Linked DNA regions of Mus musculus: all the other regions are linked to region 3. The links are chromatin contacts, called in public HiChIP or PLAC-seq maps. All regions are on one chromosome and are shown on one strand. The core of a region is the stretch at or near the end of the contact, and the rest is flanking DNA. Distances in the headings are between cores, read along the strand shown. Region 1 overlaps Met (met proto-oncogene). Region 2 has its middle 24 kb from the start of Capza2. Region 3 overlaps Gm4876 (predicted gene 4876).

Region 1 (3,391 bases), core at 405-2,904, 410 kb after region 3:
GCTAAGGGGCCTTCCCACTTCAGTGGTCACAATGCATAGAACTCTATAAATAAAAAGAATCGTATCCACTTGGCAGAGTAAAGTGGAAACCCAGTTGATGTTGTTTTTTTTTTTTAATCAATCTTTTTGTTATCATTTTTCTTAAGTTTTATTTATTTATTATTTATATGAGTACACTGTAGCTGTCTTCAGACACACCAGAGAGGGGCATCAGATTCCATTCCAGATGGTTGTGAGCCACCACCACGTGGTTGCCGGGAATTGAACTCAGGACCTCTGGAAGGGTAGTCACTGCTCTTAACCACTGAGCCACCTCTCCACCCCGCCCCCAATTGTTCTGTATTACCTTCTTTCGCATCCACAACTAAGTCAGATGACCCAGAAGAAGAATTTCTTTTATTATTTTTAACAGTTTATTTTTGATATAGCGCATAAATCATATAATTTGCCACTCGGAATGTACAGTTCAAGGGGCTTGGAACATTTAAATTGTAAATTTCTTTAAGTTGCGGTAACACAGCCCTGTAACCTCTAATCTACTTCTTTTCTTTATGAATTTGCTGACCTGGGTATTTCATCTAAGTCAAATCATACAATATTTGTCTTTTGGCATCTTGCTCATTTGACTTGGCAAATATTTTTGTGGTTCATTCTAGTTTATGGCTGAATGATATCTTATTTCATGCATATCATATATTGCTTACTCTAGAAATGGTAGCTTTGAAGGATTCCTGAAATATTCTGGAAACGTTAAGAAATGGAAATATACAAAAGAATTACAAAATCTGAGACCGAATGTAGAAATTTCAGAATGACCATCAAAGTTAAAAATCAGAAAGCACTTGAGCTGGGAGGAACCACAGATTTCTTCTATATATCAAAGTAGAAATAGACTATGAGACTTTATTATCCTATATGGTCTCCCCTCTTCTGAGAAATTTTTTCTGCTATGCATTCCACCCTCCCAAATGGGGCATCAGTTTCATTTATTCATACTTCAATGGTATCATAATACTTGATCGATCCATTTCCCTTCATTATTCTTTAGTTCCTCAAGATCAAAGAATATTTTTGTTTATCTAAATCATGCTTTAGGTAATCAATATTTCCTAATTATCTGGACATTGAGGCAGAATCAAGGAAATTCTCACTTACTCTGAAGGCTGTAATGCACCTTCTAGAATAATGGCCACCAGGGTGCTAATTGGAATCCAGAGAAACTTGGTCCCCCATAGATAGTATATTTTATATCAACCTCGGACAAAATCTGACTTTCCTTCTTATATATTTCCAGTGGAAGCAAGCAGTCTCTTCAACTGTTCTTGGAAAAGTGATCGTTCAACCGGATCAGAATTTTGCAGGATTGATCATTGGTGCGGTCTCAATATCAGTAGTAGTTTTGTTATTATCCGGGCTCTTCCTGTGGATGAGAAAGAGAAAGCATAAAGGTGCATATTTTGTTTATTGTCTAAGAAGCTACCATAGTGATTTAGTGATTACATTCAACACTGTCATGGAGATATATGGGTTGTCTAATAAGCATTCATAAAAGGCTGTGAGTTCTGGGCACTGGGTCAAAGTCTCCTGGGACCTGTGACAGCAAAGTCTTTAACAAGCTCTCTCTTTCTCTCTGTTTTAAGATCTGGGCAGTGAATTAGTTCGCTATGACGCAAGAGTACACACTCCTCATTTGGATAGGCTTGTAAGTGCCCGAAGTGTAAGTCCAACTACAGAGATGGTTTCAAATGAGTCTGTAGACTACAGAGCTACTTTTCCAGAAGGTATAATTCAGTTTACTATCCTGAGAAATATCTATACATAGACCTCTGTGAGCTGTGGCATTGTTCTTGCTTTTTGCTTTTTGTCCTGATATTTTTATACAAGTAGGAAAAAAAAAGGTGTTGACCTCTGCTAAACTTGATGCAGAATTGCATGGCCTTCACTTTAAAATCAAACTCATGCAGGTATCATATTGGAATTTTAGCATCTGCAAGCTCTCTGCTCACGTACAGACAGGTTCACTTTAGAATTATTTGAGCAAGGTAACTTACCTCAGCCATTCTAAGACCTGAGATGTTCTCCTTAACCCTTCATTTAGACTTATAAAGTATTTTTATTTCAATGTAATTTTAAAGTGCTATCTTTTGGGGGAAACTTTTGAATTATGCCATTAGTCATCTTTAAAACATTCTCAATGAGCATATCTTTTGCCTAGCACCATCTACAACTTGAATATATTTTGAGATGCATCCAAGAAAAACCTCCAGCACTGCTATTCATCAACAGCATCTGCTTTGCAAAACACCAGACCGACAAATGGTCAGGTTGGCCAGGGCATTTCACATTGTTTTACTTAAACATGTCTTACACAAAGCAAAATGTCTGTATTGTACCAGGGCCATTATCTTTAGAAGTTACAGGACATGAGTCAAGTACAAGCACTTCCCTGTTGAAATATCTACCATTGGATAAATAAAGTGAGTCACAGACAGTGTGGATACTGAGAAGTTAGAAGCTGCTCATCCAAGCCAGTACACCAGCAGTGAGACACTGAACATTCCAAGTTTCTCACCGCTTGTTGCCTGCCCTTCCTGAGATTTGGGTTAGTTCTCCAGAGATTACCGAATGCCCCACAGGACTCCATTCACTGTTAGAAGGAAACCCAGTCCTTTAAGAATGTGGACGAACCAAGCTCAATGCATGCTTTTAAACTTGAGGTATAAGTAGTAGTTCATAACCATCTTTAATAGCTCTAACCTGGAATTATTGAGGTTTGCAACTAACTGCTCTTTACCAAGCTTTCCTGGGCATGGGAGATAATTGTCTATAAAATGCTTATAGCCCAAGAAAGAAGATCTGAGTTTGTGTCACCAGAACGTACATAAAAGTCACATGTCCTGGGCATGGAGGGCACACATCATCAGAGTCTGTTGGCAGAGCAGCTCCAGATTCAGTTGGAGAAATAAAGTGGAGAATGACTGAGGAAGACGCCAAGCATTGACCTCTGGCATAAGCACAATATAAACACATACAAGCACACACACCATAACACTTTCTTGATCTTTAAAGAGTGTGTGTGTGTATGTGTGTGTGTGTGTGTGTGTGTGTGTGTGTGTGTGTGTGTGGTGTACGAGATGAAAGGTGGATTAGATAAGTGGTCCCCAGTGGCAACAACAGATAATATTGTTTACTTGCAATCAAACAAGAAACTCAGTACTTAAGAAAGCTGATGACGTCATGACTATTTCTAACTCCACTTAAGCATGTTTAGTATTTTCCACAGTAGCTCTTTTGGTTAATAATACTTACTCAGCCAGACAATAAATCTCAAAAATACCTCCAGGAAAGTTTTGGAAGGGCCTTTATAGTCATAATAATCTGTAGCTCAAAA
Region 2 (3,283 bases), core at 668-3,167, 470 kb after region 3:
AGCCTATCACAGAAATATTTGCCTACCCACACCTATTGAATTACTAATCATAATAACCAAGATCTGAAACCAACTGATATATTGTCCATTCATAGATGAATTGTTGAAGAAAATGTGATACAAGCCAGGTGGTGGTGGTGGTGGTAGTGGTGGTGAATGCCTGAGTTCAGGGCTAGCCTGGTCTACAAGTAAAACAGGACAGTCAGGACTACACAGAGAAACCCTGTCTTGAAAGCCTCCCCCAAAATAATAAAAGAAAAGAAAAAGCAAAGAAAGAAAGAGAAAAGAAAAGAATGGAAGTATGACATCTGCAAAAAAAAAAAAAAAAATTGTATGGAACTCGAAATCATTACATTTCAAAAAACCAAACAAAGTAAGTCACATTCAGAAAGACAAATGGCATGTATTGAATCTAGATCTGTGTTTGTGTGTGTGTAGGACATGAAGGAAAGAAAGAGAGGAGGAGTAAGATTAAAGATGAGGGAGAGAGGGGACCAAGAAGAGATAATCAAATAAATGTCACGAAATCGGGAAGAGGAGCTATTTGGGGTGAGGCTGGGGGACCAGAAAGAAGTGTGTGGGAGAGAGGGGAAACCAAACGGGAAGTGAAAACATACAATGTACAGTCACAAAGCTCGGTAAGAGCCGTAGCGAAGCCCATTGGTTTCTGCTAGCAAAAATAGATCTTAGGAAATATTCAGGAAAATATACTCTGTCATTAACCAGATGGGAAAGACAAGTTTATTATTCTTTTAAAAGCAGACTCTATATATGTCAGAGTTTGGGATCACCCCGAGGCCAACTGTGCGATGGCGGTCACTGGATGAGAGATTTACTTAAGAGGGTTTAGAAACAGCCACTCTGAGAAGAAATTTGAGGAAGCAGTGTTGAGGAGAGGAGCTTCAGTACCATCAAGTGAAGCAATCAGCCAGCAAGACAGGGCGTTCTGAGGTGGGGTTGTCCCTGTTGAGCTTTCCTGGCTGTGCGTTGGGATGAATCTTTTTTTATGCCTACATTGATCAGTCATTAGACACAAGGCACCTGACTTGACAGTGGCCACAGGAGCTTTCTTCTGCTGAAGCCATCCACATCAGGAACTAGGTTGAGAGCTTTTGTCCACAGTGCACCTAGGATCTTGGGATGAGGAGGTCTTTTAGTCAGTACTGCCATGTGTGTAGAGGTGGGTGTAGTGTGTCTGTATGTACATGGCTTCAGACACTGGAGACCATCCTCAGATATAGTTCCTCAAGTGCTTTAGTGCTTTGTTTTGTCTTGTCTTGTTTGTTTTGTTTGAGACAGTATCTTACTGTGTGACCATGACTGGCTTGCAACTGCCTTCATAGTCCTATCTAGTCTTAGACTCACAGAGACTCCACCTGCCTCTGTCTCTTGAGTATTAAGATCAAAGGACCAACCATTTTTGTTTGTAAAAGTGGCCTGGAATTCCCTGAATAAGGCAGGGTGGCTGACCCATGATTGACAGGGATTCACTTCTCTTTCCCTTTCCAGAGCTGGGATTACAAGTGAGTGACACCACGTGTAGATTTTTTTATATGGTTTCTAGGGATCTAATTAAGGTCATCTTGCTTGTGTAGTGAATGCATTACTGACTGAGCAACGTCCCCACTCTAAAAAGTTCTTCATTATTAGAGGGATGGGGCAAGTCTATTAGAGGACGAGTTTACATCTGCTATTTTTCATAAACAGTGGTTTAGATTTTGAGAAAAGGTATAAGTCAGAGAGTCCAAGCTACAAAACACATTATTTAGGAGCAGAGTAGACTCTCAGACAAACGGGAAGAAAGCCAGGCTCACAAGTGAAGACGAAACAAAGCCCAGGATGAGGTGTGTCTGTCCAGAGTGCCATGCATGTTTTCTGCTGGCGAAGGTGAAAGCAGTAAACCAGACCTTATTTGGCAGTATGACTCAGACTAGCATTCACAGATACAGTGGACTCAGCACCAGTGCATCAAGGGTGAGTTGCCATGACAGCTCCCAGGAAATTACTGTTGTTAGTTGGGTCGCTGCTTTGTACCCACCCAACTGTAGGTGCCATATTTAGTCTTTCATGTTTAATCTGGAAGATCTGGGGAGTGGGGCTCTTGGGGGGGGTGTTTTGGTTTGATTTTTATTTCTTTATTTTTTTGATTATATACAGAGAAAGGGACCTGTTAAGGCAGTGAATGGTATCTCAAGAATTCTAATCTTACAATGTCCCTAAAGCATAATGGGGGAGGGTGTCACTTTGCATTTTCTCCTTCTGCCAACCATCTCACAATAATAAAAGTTACTGTTTATCAGTGCTTCACTATGAATCAGACAATTTTCAAAGTGCCTTTTACACATTATCTCATGTATGTTTTATTGTAGCCAAATGACACAGGTACTATAATGATTTTCTATTTTACTAAAAATAACACGATTGCACGGGTGAATTAAATTTCTTGCTCAATTCTTGTACATTCGATCCATGTTATATCTAAAGGAGTCAGACTATTTTTGTCTGAGCACCTGAGTTCCTCTCACAGACATCAAGGTCAGTAGTAGCAGAAAAGCATAGCTCCATTTATTGGCCAAGTTGAGAGGGCTCAGTGCTGAGATGCACACCGGATATCCACACAACGAGAGGATATTTAGGAGATAGGCATCAAGAGTTCTGAAGATGAGAGGCAGCCTTTGCCAGGCTTTGACTCTGCATCCTTAGCAGTCCCCAGGAGCTTTTTTCTGAACTTCAAGATGGTTCCACTTCATAAGCGACTCCAATAGCACAAAATGGAGTTCAATTAGGATCATGGCATGATGTTCTTGTGAATGGGTGGATTCTGATAGTGAGGTGAGTAGTGTCACTAAACAATGAAGTTGAAGATCTCTGAGTTGCTTGAAGAGACATCAAGACCTAAGCATAACATAAAGGAAAGAAGGAACCCCTTCTCTGAAGTAGATAATGTGAATATTGGGATAGGAGCTTTCGAGCTATACCATAAAAAATGGTTCCAAGCTAGATCATACAAGACTCAGTAGGTCCATGACCTAACTCCACAATGAGTAGTCAGAGATTCTGGACAAAATGCTGAAACACTGCACCTTAGAGCAGAAAGCATAAGCATGGCACCTACCTCTATACTACAATGAAACAGAGAATTAACCAAGGCAAGCATCTTAGCCATCTTGACCTCAAGTGACTCCTGTTGCCTTAGAAACCTATGAGCTATTGTTTCTTCTTGGGTCATTGCTGTCCTTGACAATACAATTCCCTGCTGGTCCTTTTTTTTTTTTTTTTTTTC
Region 3 (3,455 bases), core at 650-3,149:
GAAGTACCTGCTGCTGTATACACAATAGGATTGGGAATGCTGGGTGTATTATCATTCTGTAACATCTTTAGTGCACCAAAAACTATTCCCCACCACACTCTACTGACTAGAGCACTGGCTGCTTACTTTGTTGTTTAGCCTGCCGGTCACTGCTGAAGCCCTAACTCATCATTCTGATGCTCTTCACTTGGACTGGCAAATGGCATTATCTAGTAATAGTTTTATACTCAAGACTCCCAGGAAGAAGCTGAGTACATAATAGAAGATCACCATTTCCTTAAGAGTCTAATTGCTTGCTACTTCTGATACCATGTGTGATTTTCATCCGAGTACTAAACAGTAAACAGCAGAATCAGTTCACACTACTGTACATGTGCACTGGGATATAGAAATGCATACTGAGCTTTCCAGGATCTGTGTGGGTCAAAGATTCCCAAGTGAGAAGCTCCCGGGTCCTGCAGAGTGTCTACTCAGAACGCCTGTCACATCTCCATGACAGTACCATCACAAATGTGTTTCCACTGTGACTTGGGGGAGCAAAATGAAATAATTGTTATCAGAAGACATCTAGAAAAGGCCAAGACATGCAAATGAGTTTTCAGGAGATGGCCCACTATTTTGCACTGCCTGAAATGGGTAAGCTCTGAGATGCACAGTCACCAGAGACCTCATCCCAGAGTGCTCCTTGCTGCTGATATGCCTTTCCTGTCACTATTACATGACATAATGATTCCTGATCACCAGCCTACCCTATTGGGTACCCTATTGGGCAAATTTCCTGCATATCAACATGAAGATGTACTCTCATGGAGTAATGTTTATAGACAAACTGATGACTTTACAATTTCTGATAATGATTTTATAGAACTCTTAAATTGATACATGCAATCCAAGCCCCCTATAGAATAAAGATAGAAATAGAGCTCTCTATACCTTCACATGCCATGGGCCAATTGCACTAGAATAAGAAAGCAGGCTTGCAACAAACTTGCGATTAAAGAAAAACATTCATTCTAAGTCAGGTCCAAGAATGAAGCTACAGGTGTGCACTATGATAAAGCAATTGAATACGCTTACTCTTTGAGATGATTCAGCAAATACTATGGCGCTTCATGATGTGTACAAGGTATTGGACACTGAACCTTCCCTTCACAGCCCACACTAAAAGAGACCCAGAAATGCATTTGAAGTACAGGAGGTGGCACTCTGCTAGAGCATGAGATGGATTGGCTCACTAATTATAACCACCCTCTACTGTGTGCCTTTTACATGCCAAAGGTACTGTGCATGTTATTTTACCTAGTTCCTGTTCCCAACAAGCCTATGGATTGTATACTATTGTTTATGAAGTATTACCCATGGGAAAAAACTAAGGTTAGGAGAAATTAGACAAAGTACTATATTGTAGAGACAGTTTTCAAACACAGTTAAGTCTGTCTATAGAGATGAAAAAGTTAAATACTGACCAACTCCAAATTTGAGAGGAGCTGTAAGACTATTGAGGAATGTGAAATTAGGGAATTGTAGAGGGCCTTCAAGAGGGTCCAAGTTGGAACTAGTGAGTTCTATGGGTTGAAGGAGAAGAATTCATGCTTACCATAAAACCTATGAGAGAATTTGAACTTGTCACATCATGTGTGTGTGTTCATGGGTGTGCAGGTGCACATGAATATGTGGGTGTCAGAATCCTCTAGATCTTATATTTACTCTCTTGCTTCCTTACTGTTCTCTGAAAGGAGACACTCTTATTCCCACAGTGACCTTTCCTCTGAGGGTCACCGGGCAGGAACTTTTCAGGTGTAACTCATTGCATTCGCCATGGTGAGGAGTGATTGGTCCTTATTTAAACATCAGAATCAATGACTCACAGCCTGGAATCTTATTTCACTGTTTAGCTTTGTTGCTAGTGGTGATGACTTAGAATGTCTTATGGAGAGGACAGACTGAGATTTCTACTTAGGCTCTTGTCACCATAGGGGAGAAATTTCAGAGGTCAGGTCATGGAAGAATTGGGTGTTTTTGCAGAGGGATTATACATTCATGGGATGAGTGCAGGCTTGCTGAGAGAGAGAGAGAGAGAGAGAGAGAGAGAGAGAGAGAGAGAGAGAGAACTTGGATTTAGGACAGCATGTTTTATGACCAGAACAGAAAGTCTACAAGGCTAGTGATGAGGAGATGCCATTATCGTTAAGCAAAGGTCAGTTACAAGTTTCTGCAAGGACCACACTAATCTCAGCTCATTTTAGCTTACACCTTGTTTGCTGTTGGAACAGTCAAATGATCTTTCTGCAGTTCATTTCAGTCCAGCACAGGCCTCTACCCTTGAGCAGCTTGACACTTTCCTACAACTAGCTAGTCTAGCTCTGCTTTATACCATCCAATATGTGCAGGAGTGGGAGAAACATAATTCAAAATTCTTCTCTTCTTTTGGGATTCCTGGAAGTACTAGTTCTGTGCTAGTTGGGCAATACTCACACAGTAGACACAGTGCTCCCTCTGTGGTATGTCTGGATCATACATCAAAGCATATATATATATATATATATATATATATATATGTGTGTGTGTGTGTGTGTGTGTGTGTGTGTGTATGCATATCTATACATATATCTATGCATATATCTATATCTATATCTATCTATCTATATATATATATATGAGTTGGTTTATCTTCTCCAGAGGACAGCTTTTGTATAATGAATTTATTTAATGGATGTTTTGTTGTATTTCTTTCAGCCCTCCAGTTTTATGTTTAAGTCAGCCATTGATTGGAATCTTAGCAGAATCCATAAATAATATCCTCTCCTATCTGAACTCAGAAATAGAGAAGTTGAGTTCAACCAGTCGTCTTATAAAAGGAAGAATGTGACCTTCGAATAGCAGCCACATTTACCTCCCACACATACCTCCCCACCACCACCACTCCCCTCGCCCCAGGAGATGGTCAGGGCAATGGGTTCAAGGCAGAGCTACAGAGCCAAAGTGTTCCCCCAGGTAGTCCCTACAGAGACAGAGCTGCCTGGATAGGTACAACTCTTGAGGAAGAGGAAGGCAGGATGGTTAGAGCTGGAATTGACATGTTCTTTTTAAAGGCACAGGAGCCTAGGCAAAGAAAATCTTCTCTTGTTGGGAGATAGAAAGATTTTTGTTTGTCTTTTTTATGACATAAACTCCAATTCCCTGCATGTTAGTCATTTGTGTTTTATTTTCCATGAGGAATTTTAATGTACCCACTCAAGTGGTACTCCTGAATTTAACTATTTAAAACTCTTGATCTTTCATTTCTCAAATTTAGTTGGGTAATCTCTTTTGCTTTTATGGGTAACTCATAAATTAGCATCATCCTCCCTGAGGATGAAGAGGGGCTCCAGTGAGCTCAGCAGAGCATGGAAGCGGGGTTTATTTTGGCAGAAAAGGCTGAAGTAAACAACCAGGAATGATTGCTTTCCTTTTAA

Evidence for each region. HiChIP or PLAC-seq counts read pairs in DNA pulled down with a chosen protein or histone mark.
Region 1: an HNF4G HiChIP or PLAC-seq map of pancreatic cancer cells shows a contact between it and region 3. The contact joins two enhancer-like sites. A contact is called at or near these places in 1 of 484 Hi-C or Micro-C datasets (bone marrow-derived macrophages) and 1 of 115 datasets of contacts at active chromatin or transcription factors (pancreatic cancer cells).
Region 2: a contact with region 3 is called in a FOXA1 HiChIP or PLAC-seq map of pancreatic cancer cells. The contact joins two enhancer-like sites. A contact is called at or near these places in 1 of 15 datasets of contacts at CTCF or cohesin (the NIH/3T3 cell line), 1 of 484 Hi-C or Micro-C datasets (bone marrow-derived macrophages) and 3 of 115 datasets of contacts at active chromatin or transcription factors (bone marrow-derived dendritic cells, bone marrow-derived macrophages and pancreatic cancer cells).

The regions. Positions count from the first base shown.
Region 1 is chr6:17,547,392-17,550,782 of GRCm38.p6, forward strand. It overlaps Met (met proto-oncogene), which reads left to right. Exons shown (of 22, transcript NM_008591.2): 14 at 1,295-1,448; 15 at 1,641-1,781. Among named protein-coding and RNA genes, the nearest start is that of Gm52893, 7.3 kb to the left of the region's middle. Within about 2 kb of position 1,655, at least 40 of the 459 cell types and tissues checked have an H3K27ac peak or open chromatin away from gene starts, as enhancers often do. A contact at or near this core is called in pancreatic cancer cells, where this site is marked.
Region 2 is chr6:17,610,939-17,614,221 of GRCm38.p6, forward strand. No RefSeq gene overlaps it. Among named protein-coding and RNA genes, the nearest start is that of Capza2, 24 kb to the right of the region's middle. Within about 2 kb of position 1,918, at least 75 of the 459 cell types and tissues checked have an H3K27ac peak or open chromatin away from gene starts, as enhancers often do. A contact at or near this core is called in pancreatic cancer cells, where this site is marked.
Region 3 is chr6:17,138,327-17,141,781 of GRCm38.p6, forward strand. The region is part of intron 1 of Gm4876 (predicted gene 4876); the gene reads right to left. Among named protein-coding and RNA genes, the nearest start is that of Gm4876, 32 kb to the right of the region's middle. Within about 2 kb of position 1,900, at least 13 of the 459 cell types and tissues checked have an H3K27ac peak or open chromatin away from gene starts, as enhancers often do. A contact at or near this core is called in pancreatic cancer cells, where this site is marked.